Regions from separate parts of the Anser cygnoides genome. Here region 2 is linked to region 1. The links are chromatin contacts, called in public Hi-C maps. All regions are on one chromosome and are shown on one strand. Each heading gives the region's core, a stretch centred on a gene start, on an enhancer-like site or on the middle of the called end of the contact. The rest is flanking DNA. Distances are from core to core; before and after follow the strand shown. Region 1 overlaps KIAA1671 (KIAA1671 ortholog). Region 2 holds the start of ANKRD13A (ankyrin repeat domain 13A).

The links. A called contact is a pair of places that touch in the nucleus more often than the background predicts.
Region 2: a Hi-C map of liver shows a contact between it and region 1, with 2.1 times the contacts expected there. The contact joins the promoter of ANKRD13A here to the enhancer-like site in region 1. A contact is called at or near these places in 2 of 7 Hi-C or Micro-C datasets (both in liver).

What each region holds. Positions count from the first base shown.
Region 1 is chr17:1,386,462-1,392,694 of Taihu_goose_T2T_genome, reverse strand. The region is part of intron 6 of KIAA1671 (KIAA1671 ortholog); the gene reads left to right. Among named protein-coding and RNA genes, the nearest start is that of CRYBB3, 36 kb to the right of the region's middle. Within about 2 kb of position 3,539, at least 3 of the 3 cell types and tissues checked have open chromatin away from gene starts, as enhancers often do. A contact at or near this core is called in liver, where this site is marked.
Region 2 is chr17:1,502,864-1,509,096 of Taihu_goose_T2T_genome, reverse strand. It overlaps ANKRD13A (ankyrin repeat domain 13A), which reads left to right and starts at 4,032. Exons shown (of 15, transcript XM_048073766.2): 1 at 4,032-4,195; 2 at 6,074-6,206. The coding sequence starts at 4,109. GIT2 (GIT ArfGAP 2) reads right to left here and starts at 3,427. Exons shown (of 21, transcript XM_066979369.1): 1 at 3,276-3,427; 2 at 403-536. The coding sequence starts at 3,327.

The DNA.
Region 1 (6,233 bases), core at 2,290-4,789:
TGCTCAGGGTGTGGAGTGAGAGCTCTGCATTTCTGAAAAGTAGTCTTTGTGTCCAGGGCAAAAGGCTTTGTTCAGTGGCTCTCTGTACAGTAACTCAATCTTGAGCTTGCTTTTCAATTAGACTTGTAATAATCAGGAGAAAAGTAAGCTTATCAAACCTGGATCATGGCAGTGTTAATGAGGCGTGCTGCAGGACGGTGAAATACTGCAGCTGTTGGTTGGTGTCGTTACCTGCGATCCGTAACGTTCACACAGGGATTGCTGAAAAGCAGGTTCCTGGGGAAGAGTGAGCTTTGGATCCTTGGTGACAACAGATGGACCTGCAAAAGTTTCTGAGAAGTATTGCTGCAACTGTACCAGCTAGCTAAAAATACATAAATGAAAGCGAAGTGTTGAGGGAGCCTTGCAGATGGCTTCATAAGGCTTTTATAAATCCTAGGTATGGTGGTTCAAGAATCCCGAAGTTCCTGGCTGATGATACAAGAGTCTGGTTTTGGTCAAATGAGCTGATGCCTCTTGGAGAGGGGGAAGAGCAGGACTCTTACTCACCAAATGCTGTGGTGGTCTCTAGATCAGCAGCTGAGGTTCAGAGACCGAGTCATAGCTCTCGGTATTCACCACATCATCATTTCCTTCCCTGGTCTGTTGTGTACGTTCCTCCTAGCTCTGATCTGTTCATCATCTTTAATTGGCTGATTATTGTAATTATGCATTCGAGTGCCAGGCATTCAGTGACCTGTGCTATTATATTTGAGCGTCTTCCAGGGTACATTGGGTATCCACCATCCCTTTTACAGCTGGCAAGGAGCTTTGCTGCAGCTGATACAAGACATCTTTAGGTCTGGCTTGGATAAGAAATCCTTTAGGAGCTGCTCAGCGGTCTGCTCAGCTGCTCGCATCGGGCAGGGCTGCCAGTGCATCAGGTACGCAGCCACAGCGGCGAGGCTTCCTGTGCCTTCGTAATGCCCTCGGCCCAGGAACCGGCGTTTTTGGGTTGCTTGTGGGCCCAGCCACTAGTGAGTGCTCCCGGTGGCTTCTGTTCCTGTCTGTAACCATCTCAAAGTTATGAGCAATTCTTGCTCTGCCCCAGTTTGTTTTTTTTTTTTTGTGGGCCGTTGCAATTTCATGATGTAATCTCTTTTTAATGTATCTGAGGCTACTGTAGGAGCACACCGATAAACAATTTATCAGTTACAAGTAGCACTGGGTAATATAAGCCAGGTCGGCATGCAGAGGCCAGACTTCTTGCGGTGGGGACAGATCTGAAAAGAGATAAGGCTCTGGATCTGCTCCAGGGTGGATGGCGCAGGAGAAGAATCGGAGCCCTGGCTGACAGCGAGCAGACGCCGCTGTGCTTGCAGGGGGAGCAGGGTCGCTGTCGGGATGCGAGCCATGTTAGATGCGATTTTAGTGCCCTGGGCAGGAGCCAGCTGTGACTTTGCTTCTGCTGAGCCACCCGCAGAACATCCTGGCCGATCGGACGGTCAGTGAGGGGCCTGGCTGGGCCCTTCGGAGGGCTCCTGGGCCTGCAGCTGCACGGCCGCGGTGCCTGAGGTGATCGGAAACCCAAATCCTGGGGCTCAGCGGCGAGCCGCGTGGGTGCCGGTCGAGCCAGATGAGACGGGTAACGTCAGCAGATGAGAGCAGCTACCAGAGGGAGCACCGTCGTCCCCAGGGAGAGGTGGATGTTGCCTCTTCTGGATGCCCCCAGCCCACGTAGGAGATGGTTACCTCCTAAAACGGGTACTTCATTAACATCTGCTGAGGGTGACGGGAAAATCACGTAGGGCAGGCGAGTGCCTGAAGATGCTGAGAACATGAAAAGACAATAGGTATGGTGTAAGATCGCTCTTGGCTCCACTTTTAACAAAATGAAGTTTGCTTTTGTTCCCAAAAGCCTGCAGGAGACCAGTGTTCGTTCTTCCACTTTTTTTTTTTTTTATGGAGTGGGATGGGGCTATCTCAAATAAGTTTATTGTACATTTACCCACTGTTCTTTTCAGTTAGTTAAGTGGTGTTTGGTTTAACTTTTCCAGTTAAACTTTAAAAATATCCTAGCCACGTGGTCAAAATGTGGGTTAGAAGGGCGATGGGTTTCTTTCTGCTCAGTGTCTTTTGTTTCCATGTTTCTAACCCAGAACTTTTTTTTTAGCTCAGAGATCACTAAGATGAAACCCTGTTGCATCAGAGAATCTCCGTTGCGTTGCTCTGCCACACGTGTGCTGCTGCGGTGCTCAGCTGAAGTGGAGGTGGCCGAGGCTGGGCCTTTTGGTATGGCCACTGGGAGTGAGGTTAGGGAATGTGCTTGTGCTGTTCCTGAGGAGTTTGCTTCTCAGCCTGGCACCTGTCTGTCTGAGTGGTGAACGCGTCCCGAAAGCATTCAAAGGAAGATGGCATGTTTTAAATGAAATGTTACGCTGCAGCGCTGTGATGGTTGAAAAAGACCTCATTCTTTGTTGCCAGCCATTAAACAGTAATTATAAAATTGAAAGGAGATAGGGTTATTGCAGGAAGGAACCAGATTTCGAGTTTGTTTTGACAAGGTATCAGCTGCTGCCTTTTAAAAACTGCTTTGATACCTCTTCACCAGATGATCGCAAAGGAGGCGACGGGTCGTTGATAAGCGTGCTGCCACTGCGTGTCACTGCAGCGGCGCGGCGATGGCAGAAGGCTGCGAGCACCGCTCTGAGCTCCACGTGCCGGCTGCCCCAGCCTTCCCTTGGTGGCTTCTGCCTGGGGATTCCCTGAGGATGAAGCTCGCTGCCGTTCTGTTACGGGGCTTGCTTCTGGTGACCGGGCGGTTGCATTTCGGGTACCTTTTTGCAGAGGTACAAACCCCTCCTCGGGTGGTGGCCGAGGTGTGCCTGCTGTGCTGATGTCGGCTGCAAATCGGGCATCTAAGAGCGAGTGAAGCACTGCTACAGAGGAAAACCTGTTTAGATAGCCATTCTCCTAATTCCTGAATGTTGTTGTAGGAGAGGAGTCCTAACTTCTGAGTCACTGCTGCGAGCACGCAGAGCAAGCAGAGCTGGCCAGGGCAGCCCGTTCCCCCCAGGAACGCGAGGGAGAGCTGTTGTGCACGCCGCTGCACGCACAGCATCCCCGGCAGCCTGTCGCAATTAGGAATGGGATTAAGTTTAATTTACCATGAAATGCTTTTACGAAATAGTGCATTCTAGGTTAACGTGGTGCAATAAGGATCGTGTTCAGAAAGACGCAGCCACTTGTAGACCTGGTGATTTTTTTTGGAAGGGACCCTGCTGCTGTGGGCTCGGAGCAGCCGGGGCTGAGGACCTGCCTGCACCTGCCCATCAGCGTGTCGGGCTCTGGGCACCCGAAATAGTGAGCACGCTTCTGATGCAGGGCTGAAGGGGGCTGTTAAACCGCATCGACACACACAGACCAGAGGTAACCTCACTGCCTCTCTACTAATATTTTGATATAAAGTTGTTTTGACTCAGTTCCTGCTTTCCCATGCTGTTGTCCGTGCCATTACCGCTGGGCGACAGCCAAGTTCCCACTATTGTTTCTGTTCTTTCAGCAGTTGGGACTTGTTAATACAGCCAGTGCGTGTTTACTGTACTGAAAGGAAACGGCATTTCAGAGAGCAGCTTGAGCACGGAGAAAGTAGTTCTTTGTAGCAGGCTTTCCTCCAGACACGAGGGGACTTTGTACTGTAGTGCAAGGCTTCTCTTAAAAATTAACTCGAGGTAAATCTTAAACATGGATAAAGCTCGGAAAAATGTAGTATTTGGTTTAGTGATTCATGGCTGGGGCTGGTAAATACACGCAGTGCTGTGGAGGCAGCATAGGTTATTTGCTATCCACATATTTGGCAAGTTTTGATTGTTAGAGTTGGAGATTGCAGATGTCAGATGAGGCTGGATCTAACTCCGGATTTGTTTCACAATTCAACGGCACTCCACAGGTCAGGGCAGGAAACGCGGCAGATCTGGTTGCAAACGCAGGAGGGACTGCAGCAAATCAGCCACTTAAACTCCACGGAGCCCCAGGCCTAGCGGGGACAATGCCCTTCGTCTAAAAAATATGAAGGCCCTGCCTGTAGCAGTGGACTGATGAGCAGTTTGACACAGCCTTTTACAGCTGGGGGTGTTTTAATGCCCTGCCAGCGCTGGGGCTGCGGAGGAGCCCGGTGGTGGCTGGGTGAAGCCCGGGGCAAGAGCAGTCGGTCCTGCCTTGGCCGTGTCCTGGGGACATGGAGCTGGCGCTAAGCATGGCTGGGCGATGGGGAAGAGGAGGCAGGGAGAGCACGGAGCAGGAAATAATGGAAGTGTGCACGCTCAGGGTGCTCGTTACACAGCAGTGCCTTATAACTGCTATTGCTTTTTTCATTAAAAATGGCATGTTGCAAGGTAAAATGGGTGAAGGACACATTGTACGAACTTATTCTTAATGTTTGTTCTGCTCGCTGTGATCTAGAAGTGGTTGATGTAAATGAAAGATGCGTGGAGTCGTGTTTTGCAGGGCGAAAGCAGAAAGAACACCGAGGTGTGCGGCGCTTCCAGCTGTGCGGAGGGAAGGTGGTTCAGGCACTTGTTAGGCAGGCGTGGGATTATGCCGAGAACAGCTGCAGTGATTTCAGATGCAGTTTTACTTTCCAGTTTCTTGTTCCTGCTCTTTGACGAAAGTAACGGCTTGCACGAAAGAGCGCTTTTCCCTTAGAGTGGGTTCTGAATTCGCAAAGTCACATTTATACCTTCAATAGCTGGAGATTACCTGAGCACATTCTGTAAGGGAGAAAATAATACCAAATTTCTCTAGCCAGGAAGTAATAAAAAGTTCCATATTTTATCCTTTTTGAAAGGATGATGGAAATGCATCCCTTAAGAAGTGATAAGCCTGGCATTAACTGACTTTAAAGAGCAGTATGCTTTGAGGCACATCTAACTTTTCCGAGAACGTACTGTTCTCTTTGTAGCGTGCGGTCCGTCTTCTGAAATTGGCCCTCGTGTTTTGAATTGCCTGTGTTTTCCGACCCCCTGAAGCAAACCTTACTTCAGGTGTGGCATTGCCAAGGAGCACTAGAATGTCTTGGTAGGCTTGAGAAGATGTCTTCCAAGCGCTCGGTCTGCTTCGTAACTGCAACGTGCGTGGGCCAAACCCTGCTTCCCCAGAAGCTCAGCCGTGCGCAAGGGAAGAGCTTCTCTCGCAGAAGGGCTCCTGGAGCAGCTGCAGGTGGGAATGCCGCATCCCGAGCAGCCAGTGCAGAAGGACATGAGGCTGGCTGAGCTGTGCAGGCTGCATTTAGCTGGGTGGCAAAACCGTCAGGAGGTGGAACGAGAGCTGGGAGTCTGGCATCGTCCCTGACGTGGCATATTCTGATGCCCTTGCACAGCGGTGTTGGTGAGGAGGGAGTTGAACGACTGCTGGGACACGGGGCTGAACTGACAGTGAGACTTCAGACAGGCGAAGAAAAGGAGATGATTCGAGTGGCTCTTCGTTTTGGCCCTTTCTTGTTTGCACATACATTCGATCAACTCTGATGGGAGCGAGAGGCTTCCCGCACGCCCCTTGTGTTCCCAGCTGTCATTTCAAGCAGTAACAACCTGACCCTATGCTTGTTTTTGTCCTCGTCATCATTTACCTTCTATGCCCTATGAGGCATAGAAGGTGAGAGGATGATATTCTTAGGTGATAGCAGTTAGCTAAGCATTAGCTTTTGTAAGTGTGTAGCTAATTTGTAATTTTCAGCCCATGTTGGATGAAAAGTCTATTATTTGTATGGTGATACTTATCAACAATTTTTTTTCTTAACAGTAGATTTTTTTTTATTGGTGAAAATGGGGAAAAAATCCTATTTATCCCTCTTTTGCTTGACTTGTTCCTTTTGACGTAAGTAAATGTAAAGAAAATGTTTTAAGTACTTTCCAGAATAGTTGTGCTGTAGGAGTTTCCTGTTTCTCCTTTGTTTTTTCAGATTTTCCTCCTCAGCTGAGATAGAAGGGAAGTGCTGAATGATTATGTACATGAGCTTTCAAACATCATAGTATATTTTTAGCTCATTCCCTAAGCTTTAACATTGATATCTTTGTTTTACACTGAAACAATTCAAGGTACAAAAGCTGTGTGTGTTCAGGATGTTTAGCTGGCCCTTTCTTAAGTTCAAGAGAAACAAAGCTTGGGGGACAAAAAGAATTACCATTTTCAGAAGAACTGTTTTAGCATTCTTATTGTTGCATTTTAAATTTAAATTGCTTAAAAGCTTACATTAA
Region 2 (6,233 bases), core at 2,783-5,282, 120 kb before region 1:
GGGATATCGGAAGCAGGCACATGTTTAGGAGGTTATTACATGGAGTGCAATAAGAACCCCCTTTAAATTCTCTACTCGTCACAACAGCAGCTCTAGCAAAAAGAGACGCTTGTTATGTATTGAAAAATTAGATTGAAGTAAATGCACGATGGAAGTCTGAAAGAAAAATTGAAGGTCACTTTCCAAAATAAATGTACCAAATTTAAAAGACAGCTAATTCTGATTTTAGTGATCTTCCACGGCAAAAACAAGAGCAATAAAAGATCACCCTAAAAGAAAAAAAAAAAAAAGGACCAGCCCCTCTCAAACGCTTAGCAATTTAAATTCCACAAAAACACTAAATATATTTATTTATTTATATAAAATCTACTTTTGATGAAGGAAGACGTTTTTACTCTCTACCTGCAGCAATGTTGGAGGCCATGGTGTGTGTTTGAGATGTCTCACTTGAGAGATATGACGCCCCAGACTTCGATGAACACTGCAGCACTCGTCACAAATCAGAATTCCCCTGTTTATAGATGCCCAACAAGGATCTGAAAAAGAATACTTTTATTACAACGCTGAAGGCAACACAACTCTGTATTTCAAACACAGAGACCAAAATAGGAAGCCCCGCGTTCTCACCTGAGCTTTACTGCTTGGTTGTTACATGAGCCTGTAAATGTTACAACCGAGTAGCAAGACAAACCTTCAGATCTAGCACATCCCAGGAAGAAGGAGGAATTCAAGATCTCACCCGTTTTGAAATACCCTACTTACTTCCAAATCCAGAGACAGGTCTGAGGCTGAATGAATACAACACAAGCCTGGTATCCGATGAGAGATCTGCATCATGTCAGCGTACATCTAACCAATTGTGCGTCATAAAAATCCTGCTCTAACCCATGCAATAAAATTACCGGATCCCCCAAACACGAGATCTGATCACTGTTGTGGTTTTTAAGCAGAGCTGATGCTGTGCGTGTGCTGAAGGCAACGTAGGCAAACCTGTTCAAACCATGGCTTAGGAGGGGAAGCAGCATCTATTCACAGATGATAACTATCACATAGCCCAGAGCCAAATTAAAGTGTATGTTTTAGAAAAAAAAAATCTAATCTAATTTAAAAAACAAAGTAACAACAAGCACGCAATCTTCTTATTAAATCACTCCATTATTTTAACAACTTTAACTTCTAAGAGGGGAAAAAAATAACAATGAAATGAGCTGCGTTAACTCTAAGCTAACAACCTAGGACTGGAGGCAGCCTTCCAGCCTAATGATCTAGTCCCTTTTTATTACAGACAACCTCACCATACACTCATTCATAAACTAATAAGGTTCTTCTGAAAGCCACCATATTGCTTGTTTCAGTCACTAGTTACAAGCTGCTCCTGAATCTCACTGCTCTGCTCCGACTAACAGTCAACAGCAGGTTTCTCTCAATATAACATAACTGGCTCCAAAGCTCGGCCGTTTAGCCACAATAAAGCAAGCTACTGTTTATCTGGTCATTTCGTAGCAGAAATGAGGCTTTAAAATTCTTTTGAAGAAAAGGCAGACGCTTTGCTTGTAATCTGAGCTCCTACATTCTACTTACAAGAAATAACATTCGTGAAAGAGTCCATGCGTATGCCTAGAATCTGCCTCAAACCAGCACCACTGGAAGCGTGCATGGTACGACGGGGAAAAAAAGAAGACAGAAATAAAAAGAAGGGAGAGCCAGCAGGCAGAATTGGCAAGGGGACTGAGAAGTTCTGGGGGGCAGAGAGGACGGAGAGCGGCTCAGGCCAGTTTAAAAGCCTGTGTGACGTGGAGGCAGCAGAGCTGACACCGTGCGCAGTGAAGATCAGAAAGCACTGGGAAGCCTAGGGATGCAACCTGTTCCCAAAGTCACGCCGGCTTATTCTAAGTGTTATTTTAATCAAAATGTACAAAGATTTGTGGAGTCTCGACTCAGTCCATACGTGGTTTAGTACCATGGAAAGGGAGCAGCATTACGGAGTGTGACAGAGCTGTCAGGTACAGGAGAGCCGACAGTTCAGGTTTAAATGGAAGTGTCTGTGCTGGGGTTTGTTCCGGTCCTTTTTTTGAAAGAGATACAGTTACGGACACAACCGAGATATGCTCAAGCTGATACCAAAGCACAAGAGGGGAGAAGCTAAAAGGGTCGGCCAGGGTTGCTTTCAGGAACATGGCAGCGTGACTGAAAACAGGAAGTGTGCGCAGGCGAGCCTGAGCCGCGAGCTCCTGCCTGAGAATAGGAAACGACCAGAAAAGCACACGTAAAATCGCCTCCCGTACGAGAAAACTGCTCGTGCTTCACAAGAAGAAACAAAGCACCAGCAAGCGGCCAATGTTACCGCAGCGGCCAGCCGCTGCTCCTGCGACGGCTGCTGTGGGTTAACAGGTCGCGGTCCCTGCAGCTCCCAGAGGGCCCGTCGCTGCTGCTTCAAGCGAAAAAGGGTTACTTTTATTTCGTTAAAGAAACGATCAAGGTTTCCTTACGCGGACGGACAAGCCAGCAGAGTTCTGCGCTAAGACCAGACGATAAGGCAACGCTGTTATGTCACGACACAGCAGAGCAGGGGGCCGGCTCCTGACACACCGCGCCGTCCCGGGGGGCCTCGCGAACGCAAAATAAAAATAAACCAGCGGCGGCCCGGAGCCGTACCCGCCGCCCCGCAACGCCACCGGGCCCTGAGAGCACACAAACGCTGCCCCCCCGTAATAAGGCGCACACGGCCGCCCGCCCGAGTTTCGCAAGCCCTGCCGTTGTGAAAACCGGGCTCTGCGGGGACGGGCGCAACCCCCCGAGGGCAGGAACCGGAGGGCGGCCCCGCTCCGGGGCCGGTGCCCCCCGGCCGCGTCCCAGCCGCCGAGCGCCACCGACGCGCCCTGCAGCGCCTTAAACCCGTCGCGGGGTGCCCGTGAGCGGTTAGCCGGGGAGAACCGGCACAGAAGGTAAATACTAAACAAGCGCAGAGACCTGGGAGGGAGGGACAACGGGTTTTATGAAAGATAAAAAAAAGTAGAGGAGGCGGTTTGAGGAACGGCAATGCTTCGGGTGCCCGCAGCGGGAGCCGCAGGGCACCGGCAGGGCTCTGGAAGCCCGGCTGTCCCAGGCACGGACCCCCCCCACAGCCCTCAGCCCGCCCGCTGCCACCGACAGCCCCCGGCCCCCGCTCCCGGCCCGCTCCGTGCCCCTGCGGCGGGCTCGGGGCCGCCCCCGCTCCCCGGCCCGGCCCCCTCCCCGGTGCCCCCCCGCCCGTCAGGGCCGCCCCCCCGGCGCACCCTGGGCGCTGCAGTCGGCGCACAGCTCGCTGCTCCGCAGCCGCTTCGCCATGGCGCCCCGCGGGGCCGCCGCTTCCTGCCGCGCTCACGGGGCCCCCCGCGCCGGGCCGGGCCGGGGCCGAGGCGCAACGCGCATGCGCCGGGCCGCCGCGTCCTCCGAGCGGGGAGGGGAGGGGGTGGAGCCGCCATGTTGGTTCCTGGCAGCCCGCACCCGCCTCACGCCGCCTGCCTTCCGCTGTCCCGCCGCGTTTTTAAGGGGGTGGTGATAAGGGGATCGCGGCAAGGGCAGGCGGGGCGCTGGAAGGAAAGGCGAGGCTTCGGGAGCGGCGGACGCGGAGCAGGCCGGCGGGACGGCTGGCGGAACTGGGAGCTCGCGGAGAACCCTGCCCTCACCCAACATGGCGGCTGCCGGCGTTGCCCGGGATCAAGATGGCGGCCGGAGGCGTCGGTGCCCGCGGTTGCCCTCACCTACAATGGCGCCGCAGGGCGGGCGCTCCCCCGCCGCCCCACAGCACGGCGGGCGGGCGAAACCAACTCCTCCTTAAAGCGGGGGGGGGGGAACCCGGTGCGCGCCGACATCCTCCCGCCGCCGGCCCGCCCCCTCCACCCGCAGCTCGATAGGGGCGGAGGTTCCAGGTTTTCAGCGACTTCCTCCTTCCGTGAGCGCTGAGGGGAGCCGAGGGGAGAACCCCTCCCCCCCCACCCCGTTCTCTGTGGTTCATCCCGGCCGCTTCCCCGGAGGGAGGGGGGGGCGGGGTTGGCGTGAGGGGACCGGGGCTGAGGTGACGGGGGAGGGACGGAGCGGGGCGGGGGGGGGGGGGGGCGGCACCGCCATGAGCTCCCCCGGCGGGGCCTTCCCCCTGCACGCCCTCGTGTGGGACAACGACCACCGGCGGCTGGACCAGGAGCTGCACGGCCAGGTACGGGGGGCCGGGAGCCGGTACCGGGAACCGTGAGGGGGCCGGGAGCTGTGGGGAGAGGCTACACGGAGGCCCCGGGCCCACGGGCAGGGCGGCCGGGGGGGGTCGGGGCACGGCCCCGGGGCCGTGCCCCGACCCCCCCCGGCCGCCCTGCCCGTGGGCCCGGGGCCCCCGGTGCCGGCCCCGTGAGGGAAACGGGCCGCAAACCCGCAGCAGAGCTCGAGCAGAAGCAGGGGGATCACGGCTGCCTTCCTCCTCCTCACCGTACGCCGACGGCACCCCGCGGTTTACTAACGCTTGCCCACAGCACGCTCCCCTGCCGGGTTTTTGGGGAGAATCTTTGGAATGCGGGTGGCTTTTGTCTGATTTCTGTAGTCTGAGTCCTTAACGAGGTCTGTAACCTTCTAATTCTTAGTCATTTGTGTAATCTGAGTCCTTAACGAGGTCTGAAACCTTCTAATTCTTACTGCTTAAAGTCCTTAACCTTATTGGCACGTTACTTCTGTTTATTTCAATAACATTTTGAGCTGGGGCTTTCTATAATCAAATAAGCACCGTTCTGCACCTCGTTCTCCTGAGGCGCCCGCCCCGGTGCAGTGCCACCACCTGAAACGCTGTGAGGAAACGAGCGACGTATTAAGATGGGATGTGTCTGTCTCGGACTTCCCTCGTCTGCTTTTAAATGACTTGATTTCGAGTATTCCAAAGATACGTTTCCTCCTGCTCCCTTGGGATAAGCTTCTCGCTGGCGGAGGGGTGCGTGAGGGGATCAGAAGGCACTTGCCAGCTGCACTTGGTATGGCAAACGATGGGTAAAATACCTGGTTACCGGTTAACAACAGCAAAAAAAAAAAAAAAAAACCACCAGGAGGGCCTTTTTAGAGTCCTCTGCCTGTCAGTGCAGTAGGCATTTCTCTGTAGGAAGGGGGGAAGCAAACGGATTGGTATTCGAGCACTGAAGTGAAAACAGAGCCCTTTAAAATGAAGCTTACCCAGCTGCGTGTGGTCTTTCGAACTGAACGCTGTCAGATAACCGCGTTAACTTGCGTAATAACTTTCCTTTCTTGTTCTGCTATTGACTTTCCCCTTTTCCTTTAGTTGTAGATGCTCTTCTGTTTCAAATCTCTAAGCTAATAGTGAAAAATATGTAAGGTATGAGTATGTTGTGCTTGCATGTTTTGGATATTTATGCCTGCATATCTTTTTACTTTTGTTTTTTGGTAACTCGTGCAAAGTGCACTCGGGCTTCATTGTGCTGTGTGTGTCAGTCAAATGGACGCTTTGTAGCTTAACATTTGCTTCTCTGCTTTCAAAAAGTGCTACACAAAATCCGTGTTGTATGGCCTGGTTTCTTGGTTTTTTTTTGTTTTGTTTTTCTTCCTGTTCTGCTGTGTAAGGTTAAATCTTCCACTCAAGCTGTTGACTGTCAATGGTGCAGTGCACGCAGGGTGGAACACCCGTCTGTTCCTGAAAGAGACCGCTTCTGAAGGGAGACAGAAGGGGAAATAATTACAGGAAAAGAAATGAGAAGCATCAGTGAGAGCTCGGTCCTGTTCTGCAGGTCCCGTTTCCTACCATGTCAGTGTATGGGCCCTGTTCTGCTTCTCTTTTTCTTTTGGGGAGGAAGTTAGACTGCAGCGTACTGAGGGCAGAAGGGCAGTACGGCAGCGTTTGAAAACTGAGTTGACTACGCATCACAAACTGCTAAGTGGGAGTATTTAGGGATCATTGACTCCTAGAGTCATGTATTACTAGATTACTAGGCCTAGAGTCAATTATTACTAGCAAGTTTTATTTATGTGACCTCCTCAGTGTGCTGTGATTAACTGCGCTTGATAGAACAGCGTCAGCATTACTTATCTCTTGGATACTCAACAGGATGTTGATCAACGTGACCCGCGAGGCCGGACCTTGTTGCACCTTGCTGTTTCCCTGGGTTACATAGAATCTGCCAAAGTTCTTCTTCAACACAAGGCAGATGTAACTAAAGAGAACGCACAGGGATGGACAGGTAAAGATACCTTTAAAAACAGATATT